Regions from separate parts of the Mus musculus genome. Here region 2 is linked to region 1. The links are chromatin contacts, called in public HiChIP or PLAC-seq maps. All regions are on one chromosome and are shown on one strand. Each heading gives the region's core, a stretch centred on a gene start, on an enhancer-like site or on the middle of the called end of the contact. The rest is flanking DNA. Distances are from core to core; before and after follow the strand shown. Region 1 has its middle 18 kb from the start of Pla2g10os. Region 2 holds the start of Rrn3 (RRN3 RNA polymerase I transcription factor homolog (yeast)).

The links. HiChIP or PLAC-seq counts read pairs in DNA pulled down with a chosen protein or histone mark.
Region 2: an HNF4G HiChIP or PLAC-seq map of pancreatic cancer cells shows a contact between it and region 1. The contact joins the promoter of Rrn3 here to the enhancer-like site in region 1. A contact is called at or near these places in 4 of 39 promoter capture datasets (embryonic stem cells, epiblast stem cells and liver), 1 of 15 datasets of contacts at CTCF or cohesin (embryonic stem cells), 19 of 484 Hi-C or Micro-C datasets (cortical neurons, embryonic stem cells and nephron progenitors), 15 of 115 datasets of contacts at active chromatin or transcription factors (the SCID.adh cell line, bone marrow-derived macrophages, embryonic stem cells and 1 more) and 3 of 9 other capture datasets (adipose tissue, liver and pancreatic islet).

What each region holds. Positions count from the first base shown.
Region 1 is chr16:13,709,014-13,714,416 of GRCm38.p6, reverse strand. No RefSeq gene overlaps it. Among named protein-coding and RNA genes, the nearest start is that of Pla2g10os, 18 kb to the left of the region's middle. Within about 2 kb of position 2,311, at least 5 of the 459 cell types and tissues checked have an H3K27ac peak or open chromatin away from gene starts, as enhancers often do. A contact at or near this core is called in pancreatic cancer cells, where this site is marked.
Region 2 is chr16:13,777,583-13,782,985 of GRCm38.p6, reverse strand. Rrn3 (RRN3 RNA polymerase I transcription factor homolog (yeast)) reads right to left here and starts at 2,287. Exons shown (of 18, transcript NM_001039521.1): 1 at 2,147-2,287; 2 at 888-993. The coding sequence starts at 2,229. It also overlaps the pseudogene Gm6354.

The DNA of each region.
Region 1 (5,403 bases), core at 1,062-3,561:
TGTCACTGGCATCAGAACCTTTGTCTTTGGGAATTCCAGTGTGTACTGAAGATTAGCCCAGTCATCCAGCCTCATGGACTGAGCAACTACTGCATTCGTGGACTTTCCATACATAAGCAGCCATTGTCTGATTAGCTGGACCACATTCTGTAAGTCATTCTACTAAAATCCCATATGTGTGTGTGTGTGTATAATCGCACATATATATGGAATTTTAGATAGATAGATAGATAGATAGATAGATAGATAGATAGATAGATAGATAGATAGATAGATTCTGTTACTACATATTTTGGTACCAGAACTGGTTCTAGAACAACAGAAGTATAAGGATGAATCTTTTTTAAATATCTGGAATAAACTTCAACTCACCAACACATACAGCTACTGAAGCCATTGCATTTACTGAAGCCCATGGTGTGAACTATATTATAAACTTAAGATAAATGCATTTCAGCACCATGATTCACCAATGGTGAGTGGCAATGAATTTGATGTCCTAATATATGAAACCTTTGAGAGCTTGTGTAAAAATAAGGAAAATGATGATATTGGTTGCTCCTAGCATCTCTGGAAAAACTTAAAAAGGATAGAAATGAGCTCTTTGGTAGAATTAACCAATGTCTAGCAGAATACAGTGAAGGGCAGTGATAAAGCTGGCTCCAGATGCCCATCAGCACTCTAAAGGCTTCACTGTGCCCTGGAAGGGAATCATCTTTCCAGCAGCCAGGAAGCCTAAGTTGTAGACAATCACACTGAATTACAAGGAAAACTCAAGCTCCAGCTTGGAGCGTGTCAGTGGTTAAGGGGAATCCTTTAACTTGGGATGGGATGCGTGGGAGGCGCCTACTGAAGCTGAGAACTTTGAACCTTCAGATTCACAAGGGTTTATCTCACCTGAAAAAATAGTCTCTATTTTCTCAGGTGTGGTGGTGCCAAGGGATGTGGTGGTGCACGCCTTTAACCCTAGCACTCAGGAGGCAGAGGCAGGAAGACATTTTAATTTTGAGGTTAGCCTGGTGCCTGGTCTACACAGAGAAATTTGTCTCAAAAAACAAAACAAAAACAAAAGCTGGGCGTGGTGGCACACGCCTTTAATCCCAGCACTCGGGAGGCAGAGGCAGGCGGATTTCTGAGTTCGAGGCCAGCCTGGTCTACAGAGTGAGTTCCAGGACAGTCAGGGCTATACAGAGAAACCCTGTCTCGAAAAAACAACAAAACAAAACAAAACAAAACAAAACAAAACCAAAACAAACAAAACAAAACAAAAAAAAAACCAAAAACAAGAACAAAAAAAGTCTTTCCACCCTCAGCAGAAAATGAGCTTGTCTACCCCTGACATATTGTCTTTTCTGCCTTTGATCCAGGAAATAAATCCTTCATCATTTGCTAAGCCAGATGTGACTTTCTCTGAAGGAGATGCCACTCAAGACAATACTAATGTCCTTCAGGGCCCACCAATATTTGCTCTAGATCTGTAACTAAATTCAAGGCAAAGCAGGTTCCTAGAGGGGAGGTAGAAAAGTATTGTCCTTGAGGAGGTGTGCTATATTATTAAAAAGCCTAATGTGTTTGTTGATTCAAGCAGAAGTCTGGGGAATATGTGTGGGAATGGATTTTAAGGGTATGGGATAATGGTAGAAGGTCATAAAACTAGAAAAGGCTGAGATTATTGACATGGGCCCTCTAAGTGGAGATTCTAGGTTGAATATGTAAACTTACACAGTTAAAAAAAAGTGTCAAAAGTTTGTTTAAATGGTTGGGTGAAGTATTTGTCAAAAGATGGCTTACTTCTGGAGTATGCCTGATATCCCTTGGCTTCGTGTTGATGAAGGGATTGTAAGGTTTGGGGAAATTGCAATGCTACAGCGGGTACTCTGTAAAACCTAACCCTCCATGATGAGAAGGCTCAGAAGACATGCCCTCATGAGTCCTATAAGACACAAAATAGTGAGAGGGGCACCAGCACATTTGAAGAGCTTTATTGTTGCCCCTTTCCTTGTGCCAGACCTTAAGGTTGAAGATGCTGCTGCCCAGTTAACGGATTGAATGGAATTTAATTGGACCCCAATAAGTAGCAGGGGCTGGGCGCCAGCACTGAATCACCAAAAGCAAGGTGACTTATAGGTACATTAAAACTGTTAGGGTAGTTATAATGGGCAGCATAGGCAAAGCAATGTTCATAGTGGCCTGACCCATAATGGTCAGCACAGGCAAAGTGAATTTAATGGTGGGTGACTCATGTGGACATTTAGTGCTACTAATTACTCATGGTGTTTCCAGGCAGGAAATAGATAAGAAGCCACTGAATTTTTGTTTCATCTGTAGAAGCCAAAAAGTTCTCAAACAAATGAAAAGGCTACACTGGATCACAGCAAAGGGGAATCTCGGCCCATGAATCAATTTCCAGACTTGAGCCAGCTGGCAGACCCAGAACCCCTTGAGTGAAAGGACAGTCAGGTTCCCCTAAGGAAGGACGTGGATAAAACATGGAAACATTTGCTGTTAGTCTTTCTCCAGCCCTTCCTCAGAGGGATCTGTGGTCTTTTACAGGGGAAACTGAACAATGGAGGAAAAGAAACAATGAGATGGTTCAACTGCTGGATGCTGGTTCTGAACCAGCAGAGATTCTAGGAGACCTCAAGAAACATTGTGGCCCTCCCATTAAAGCGGGAGCTTATGGACATAAGAGGTTAGGGAGTGGCTGGAGTCTGACACACACAAAGGTCCCGTGGATTCCTGGACTCATCACCAGCCCCCGAATGTAGAATTGGGGTAGATAGACTTAGACCTTGGCAGATGTTGTACATTAGTTCCTTAACTTTTGGAATGAGGGCTATTAAGGTTGGAAAGACTAAATGGAAGCTACTGGAGTTGCCTCTGCTAGGGAAAATAGTGAATCAAAGACAGTGTCAAATGTCTGAAATAATTAGAAAACTAGTGCCACCATCAAGGACTTGAAAGATGCTGGGTGATGGCTGCCACCACATTTCCTTTTGGCTAATGTCCAGGACAGGTGGATCATGGAGCATGACAGTTGGTCACTGAAAATTCAATGAAGTACTGACTCTGATTGCAACTGCTGTAGCAGATGTAGTGTCTTACTTGAACAGATTAATACATCCCCTATACAATATGGTATGCAACTATTGATATAGCAAATGCCCTTTTCTGGGTATCTGCCCATAAGGCCTATCAGAAGTAATTTGCTTTTAGTTGGCAATGCCAGCATTGTACCTTTACTGTTTTACCCCAAGTATATATTAACTCTCCAGCCCTGTGTCTAAGTTAGAAGGAATCTTGATTGTCTGTTTCTTCCATAAAATATTGCATCGGTGCACTATATTGGCAGCATTATGCTGATTAGATCAAGCAAGCAAGAGGGAGCAACCACTTTGTACTGATTGGTAACAATATGCATATCAGAGAATGGGAAATAAATCCAACCAAAATTCAAGGACCATCTACCTCAGTGAAAATCTTAGGAGTCCAGTTGCATGGGGCATGCAGAGATGTTCCTTCTAAGGTGAAGGATGTTATTGCACCTGGTGTCTCCCACCACCAAGAAAGAAGCAACGACATTTACTGGGTCTATTTGCATTCTGGAGACAGCACATTCTTCACTTGGGTGTGTTACTCCTGCCCATATACCAAGAGACTCAGAAAGCTACTAGCTTTGTGTGGAACAGGAGAAGGCTCTTCAATAGGTCTAAGCCGCTGTGCAGGCTGTTCTACCACTTGGAACATATGAGCCCTTAGACCTGGTAGTCCTTGAAGTGGCAGTGGCAGATAGGTATGCTGTTTGGAGCCTTTGCAGGCCTCTATAGGTGAATCACAGAAGAGACCTTTGGGCTTTTGTAGCAAGGCTCTATATCATCTGCATACAATGATCCTCCCTTCGAAAGATAGCTTTTGGCTTGCTGTTGGGCCTTTATGGAAATTGAACTTTGGACAGTGGGCCACCGAGTTACCATTAGACCTGAGCTGCCCATCATGAGCTGGATGTTTCTGACCCAACAAGTCATGATGCAGGACACGTACAGCAGCAATCTGTTATCAAATAGAAGTGGTATATACGTGATCATGCCCGAGCAGGTCCTGAAGGCATAAGCAAGTTACATGAAGAAGCTGCCCATGTAAATGGTTCCTACTATTACAATGCCATCTGTTGCCAAGCGTGCACCTCTAGCTCATGGGGGTGTGCCTTATGACCGGTTGACGGAGGAAAAGGCATGGCTTCATGATAGTTCTGCATGTTATGAAGGCACCACCTAGAATGGGACAGCTGCAGCATTACAATCCCTTTCTGGGACATCCCTGAAAGACACCACTGAAGGAAAATCTTCAGTGGGTTGAACTTCAGGCTGTACACATTTTGCTTGGAAGGAAAAATTGCCAGATGTGTGATTGTTCAGATTCGTGGATTGGCTAGATGGTCAGGGACTTGGAAAGAGCAAGATTAGAAAATACATGAGAAAGACATCTGGGGAAGAAGTATGTGGCTAGAGCTCTCCAAATGGGCAAAGGATGGGAAGATACTTGTGTCCCATGTAAATGTTCATCAAAAGGTGGCTTTAGCTGAGAATCAAGGTGACAGGATAGGCCCATAAACAAAGTGGCCATGGAGGCAGAGATGAGGGATATGCATGGGCTTAGCAGCATGGGCTTCCACTCACCAATGCTGACCTGGCTACAGATGCTGCTAAAAGCCAGATCCTATATATGCACCGTCCCTGAGTTGACCTGGTAGCAGCTGATAATACTGGACCACTTCCTCCATGGAAAGGACAATGCTTTGTTCTTACAGGAGTAGATACCCATTCTGGTTATGGATTTGACTTTCCTAAACATAATGCCTTATGCACTGCCATGGTATTCCACAGTATTGCTTCTGACCAAGGAACTAATTCCATAGCCAGAGAAGTACAACAGTGGGCCCACAATCATGGAATCTTGCCACGTTCCCCACCATCTTGAAGGAGCTGGCTTGATAAGAAGATGGAATGGCCTTTGGAAGACACAATTACACTTCCAATTAGGTGGCAGCAGCCTGGAGGGTTGGGGCAAGAGGCAGGATATTCTTTTAGTCAGTGTCCAAAATACAGTGATTTCTCCCATAGCCAGGATCCACAGGTCCAGGAATAAAGGAATGGAAAAGGGAATAGTCCTACTCATTATCACGACTAATGATCCACTAGGAAACATTTTGCTTGCAGATCTCTAGGCCTTATAACTCTTGTTAGCCTAGAAATTTTGGTTCCTGAGTAGGGAGGCAGCACTTCTACCAGGAATCACAACAAACATTTCATTCACCTGGAAGCTCAGACTTTCCCCTTGCCACTCTAGGCTTCTAATGCCTTTAAACCAATATGCTAAGAAAAGAGTAACAGTGGAGGGGTGATA
Region 2 (5,403 bases), core at 1,038-3,537, 69 kb before region 1:
ACAGGGTTTCTCTGTAGCTCTGGCTGTCCTGGAACTCACTCTGTAGACCAGGCTGGCCTTGAACTCAGAAATCCGCCTGCTTCTGCCTCCCAAGTGCTGGGATTAAAGGCATGCGCTACCACTGCCTGGCTAATTTTTTTTTTTTATTTTAATTTTAGCACTTGCTAGTTTTCAAGTTGTATACAGCATTTTAAGTCCTAAAATCTCAGCACACTTGTTTTGGTTACCTTTAAGCTTCGGTATCAGGCATATCACTATATATTCTATTTCAGTATGGTATCTAAATACTTCCCACAATCCCATCTTTTTAGACAGGCGGTTCTCAACCTGAGGCTGTTGACCCCCTTTCACAGGGGTCACCTAAGGCCACCAGAAAACACAGAGAGTCGCATTATAAGTCATAACAGTAGCAAAATTACACTTATGAAGTAGCAAAGAAAATAATTTTATGGTTGGGGGTCGCCACAGCATGAGAAACTGCATTAAAAGGGTCACACAGAGCCTTAGGAAGGTTGAGGGCCACTGTTTTACACAGAGGCTGTATATATCCCTGGCTGGTCTCAAATTCAGGGATCCACCTGATTCTGCCTTCACATGCCGGGATTAAAGACACAAGCCTCCAAGCCCAGTGTAAAATTTATTTTTAGGCTATGTAGGAGCTCAACTAGACCTGTTTTCCTGGTGTGGATAAGGTCCTAGTTCCAATCCCCACCACTGAGAAACCTAAATAAACGTACACACAAATGCTAAAGTTCATCTTATTCTCTTTACTGTCTTGGGGGGGGGGTTGTACTCAGGAGGAGGAACCCAAAGTCTTGATAATTTGCTCTTCGGTTTAATGCCTTTTAAACTCTGACTAAGCAAAGTCAAACCCCACCTCCTCGTACCTTTTTGTATTTCAGTAAGACTTCTGTCACAGTTCCGCCAAACCGAACAGTTTTTTTCGGAGGAGAATTGAAGAAATCGCTCTCTAACGCGAGCATATCGGAAAGCCTGAAGAACCAGGAAGACCAGTTATCAAATTCATGACAGAGAATGACGGCAGGGAGCATGGCTGAGCCAACATCATTTTGTGTGATGAGGCTTAAGTTTCTCAAATGATATCCCTCCTTCCAACCTTCTCTCCCAGGAAGCCACTCTTCCCTCAGTAAATCTGTCTCAGAAGCTGTGGCAGAATCCAACCTAGGCTACATAATGAGATCTTATTAAGAGTAAGGGAAGGAAAAGAAACTCCATATTCCCACATTAACCCTGTAAGATCCTGTTTAACCAGCCACCTTTCCTAACCCTGATCTCATGATACAATCATTTGTTAAAAGCGTGATGTCCTTTCTATTCCTCAAATTTGTCAAGCTGATTCCCATTTCACCTGCTACTCGCTGTTAGAAACACTCTTCCCAAGGTTGGAGTTCAAATGTCAGAGGCCCTCTCCACCAGAACCTCATACACTCACGCTTTATCCTGGAACGTTGTAGTTCTTCATAGCATTTACTGATACCTGAAACTATCTTATCCATGTATTGCCGCCGCCCCCCCACCCCACTGCCCCGCCTCCGGCTCTGCTGGGTATGGGTTAGTGTCTGGATAAGCTGCTGTCCCCAGTGCCTTAACACAGAGTATACACACTTTATTAACAATTGTCAGTACTATGCTAAGTGCTTTACAAGGTTTACTTCGTTTAAACAAGAGAATCAGACAAAATCTAAAGGTTAGATTCCAAATGTTTTATAGGGATAGGTATTTTAAAATGTTGGGCAAAAAGGACTGCTTATATAATATACGGTTCCACTATGCTACTGCTTGCTTCTACAGAAACAAATTTCAAACAAAATTTTTGGAATTCGATAGGTCACCAGTGACAGCTTTCCCCTAGATATCCAAAACCCTGGAAATGCCGCCCATGTCTTGGCCAAGAGAGGGAAGAGGAAAGGCACGGAAGATTAGCCTAGAGTCCCACAAGGGTGCCCCAAGAGTGAGTGGGAAACAATGGAACAGACAAGGCTCGCCCGGGCAGAGGGGACCCGAGGGAACCAGAGGCTCCTGCGTGCCCGAGCCGAGCCCGCACGCCCGGCCCCCTCGGCACATGCGGAGAGCTCTCAGCGGGCTCGAGCCCCGCACCCGCAGGCGGAGGCCGCCCGGATCTTACCCAGTCCGCGACGCACTCAGCGTGGCAGAGGCCGCTGCCGTCACATCGCCCGACAAGCGCGTGTGAAGCAGCGGGGCCGCCATTCGGCCTGAACTGAGCGAACGCCCGGCCTTGCGCCGGAAGCCACGACCTACCCGCCCCGGAAGTGGCGCTGCAGAAGGCAGCCCCTTGCGGGACGCGGCCCACGTGAGCAGAGCGTAAGGATCGCAGCAAGAAGGCGGGTAGGCTTGCGTCTGACCTTAACCGGCCTGAAGCTTTCCTAGAAATAGGCTGGCACAGCTTGGCGGGGCAATCGGTGGCCGCATTCCTCAGAAACTCCTTCAAAAAGAAGCTTGTCTTAGAGGCGTGTGCACGTGACCTTGGCGCTCAGGAGGTGGAGGCGGGAGGATAAAAGGAGTTCAAAGCGGGTTTCCTTCTGGGAAGTGAGTGGAGGAGGAAGGTCAGCTGGGTGCTTTCTCTGCCTCTCTGACCTAGCAGGCTTGCACCCCAGCATCTGGCCCCTGAGTCTTCATTGGTAAAATCGAACGGCTGGGATTTTTTTGGTTTTCAAACAACATGTTGGCTCTCTTAACTTTTGGCAAGACTCCGAGGGACACTGAGAGATCACTCCTGCTGAGGACAACCTGAGAAGCCATCAGATTTGGTCCCGTGCATCAAGCCAGAAGCAGCCACAGGGATGGCTGTGTTTCTCATGACCCCACACAAGAAGACCACCATCTTCACTGAGGCCAAGGAGTCAAGCTTGGTGTTGGCACTCAAGCGCATCATTGAGGGCATCATGAAGAGGCCTCCTGAGGAGAGCTGCTGTTCAAGGACAACCAGCTCCTTGATGAGAAAACTCTGGGGGAATGTGGCTTCACTAGTCAGGTAGCAAAGCCACAGGCCCCAGCCACAGTGGGCCTGGCCTTCAGAGCAGAAGATGCCTTTGAAGGCCTGCCTATCTACCCCAATTCTTGTCCTCCAGAACTTCCAGGTGTGATGAAGGATTCTGGAAATAGTGCTAAGGAACAAGTTGTACAGTGAGGGCCCCAGGCCCACCTCCTAGAGATCCATTCCTCCCCCACCACCACCACCACCAAAAAAAGGGAGTTCAAAGCCAATGGGTAACTATTAGGACCTGGGTTACTCAGGTAAAGAGCCCGGTTTAATGTTAGTAATACAGGCACTGGAGAGGTGGAAATAGAAGGATCCTGTATATCATTTTAGACACATTTTCACACCTTACTCTGTGTGAAACACATATTACACAGTGACCTAGCCAGAAGTGTGGAGACTGGTAAAAAGCCAGAGGGGAGAGTTGGACCGATGTTACCATGGGTAAGAGAACCCAGGCTGGGGAGCTGGGCATGATGGTACATACCTTTAATCTCAGCACAAACAGGCAGATCTCTGAATCTGAGGCTAGTTTATTTAGACTATCGCGTAAGTTCCAGAACAGCCAAGGCAATACAAAAAGAGCTTGTCTTGAAAACAACAAAAGAGGATCCAGGTTCACAACTGTTTCTAACTGCAGTCCCCAGTCCCAGGGCTTCTTAAACCTCTGTGAGCACAGCAGGGACACACAGATGTACAAAAAAACCCACCCAAACACATAAAATAAATCTTAAGACAGTTTTAGAGAATTTGCTATCCAGCATACTTTTTCTTCGGATGTTGAGGCTAGATTCCAGAACACTAGATGGATGCTCTGCTATTGAGCTCCACATATAACTTTGTAAAAGAAAAACCAGTGTCACTGGGCATGGTGGTGCATGCCTTTAATCCCAGCATTCGGGAGGCAGAGGCAGGCGGATTTCTGAGTTCGAGGCAGCCAGGTGTACAGAGTGAGTGCCAGGACAGCCAAGGCTATACAGAAAAACCCTGTCTTGAAAAACCAAAAAAAAAAAAAAAAAAAAAAAAATCAACCAGGCCAAAAAGAAGCAAGGAAAGGAGCTTTGTTTTTTGTTGTTCTTATTATTTATTTGTATTTATTGTGTATGTGTGTGTACCACATGCACACAAATACATCAGATCCTCTGGAACTGAAAGACCCACAATGTGAGGACTCCCCCACGTTCTGACTCAGGAGAGGCAACACCCCAAATCACTCATAAGAAATGGTCTTGATGCAAACCGCAAGAGAACTTTTATTCCAAGAGCACTCTGGGGCCCACAGTCTTACACCACACAGGGGTAAAGGACCTTGTGGGCAGAGTAGCTAGGTAACAGGGTAAAGGAAGAAACCACAACTCAAGGGTTTGGGGAGGGTGTTGTTGGAAAATACCAAAAATACCAGTTAAGAGTCACGAAGAAGTGGGAAGTCACAAGAAAAATACCTGATAGTTGTGTGGTTATTTCTCAAGACAGTTTCTAGGAGCCTCTAACAATAGCACTTTTGCATAGTGGGTTCCAGCAATGGTCAGGGTGACTTTCTTTGAACGAACACTCCCTGAACCCAGGAAGCAGGTAGGTGGAAGAATATCGCTATCTGTTTTATGATTAGGATGCCTTGGAGCATTGAGTCACAAAGGTCACATTCTCAAGCCTGGGCCTAAAGTCCTCGTTTTGTTTGTTTGTTTTTATGTTATTTTTTCAGAACTATAATTAGCTGCCTGGTGTGGATGCTGAGGATAAAATGTGTTAGGTGCTCTTACCCACTGAGCCATCTCTTCGGCCCTTCCGAACCCCACCCCACCCCTTTTTTTTCTTTTCTGGTATTTGGTTTGGTTTTGAGACAGTGTCTCTGAGTAACCCTACAGAGATCCTGCTGTTTTTGCTTCCCAAGTGAGGGGACTGACGGTGTACACCACCATACCTTCCTGCCTATTCTTTCTTGTTAGAAAGATATATGTATTTGTGTGTCTGTGTGTGGGCACATGCTCATGCTGGTGCCTGCGGAGGGATTTCCTGAAACTAGGCTATTGTGAACCACCTTAAGGGAACTGCTAAGCCATCTTTCCAACCCCAAGAGAGGAAATTTTCTTTGGAAAACAACAGAAATTAAAGCTTTGAGATCACAGGGGAAAAAGGACTGTACCCCACTGTCAGTAAGAAAGAAAAATGAAACTTTTGGAAGCTGTATAAAAATTATGAAATGAAATTATCTTTAGCATCTTGTTAACCAAAAAGCATAACTTTGGTGTGCAATATTATAAATCCAAATACCACTCTTCTGTCTTGAAGTGATTTTCTATCTAATGTTGTCTTAGAGTTTCTGGTGGAGAATGTTAGGCAGAAATTACTCATGTCTCCAGACCAGGGGAAATAATTGCACATTA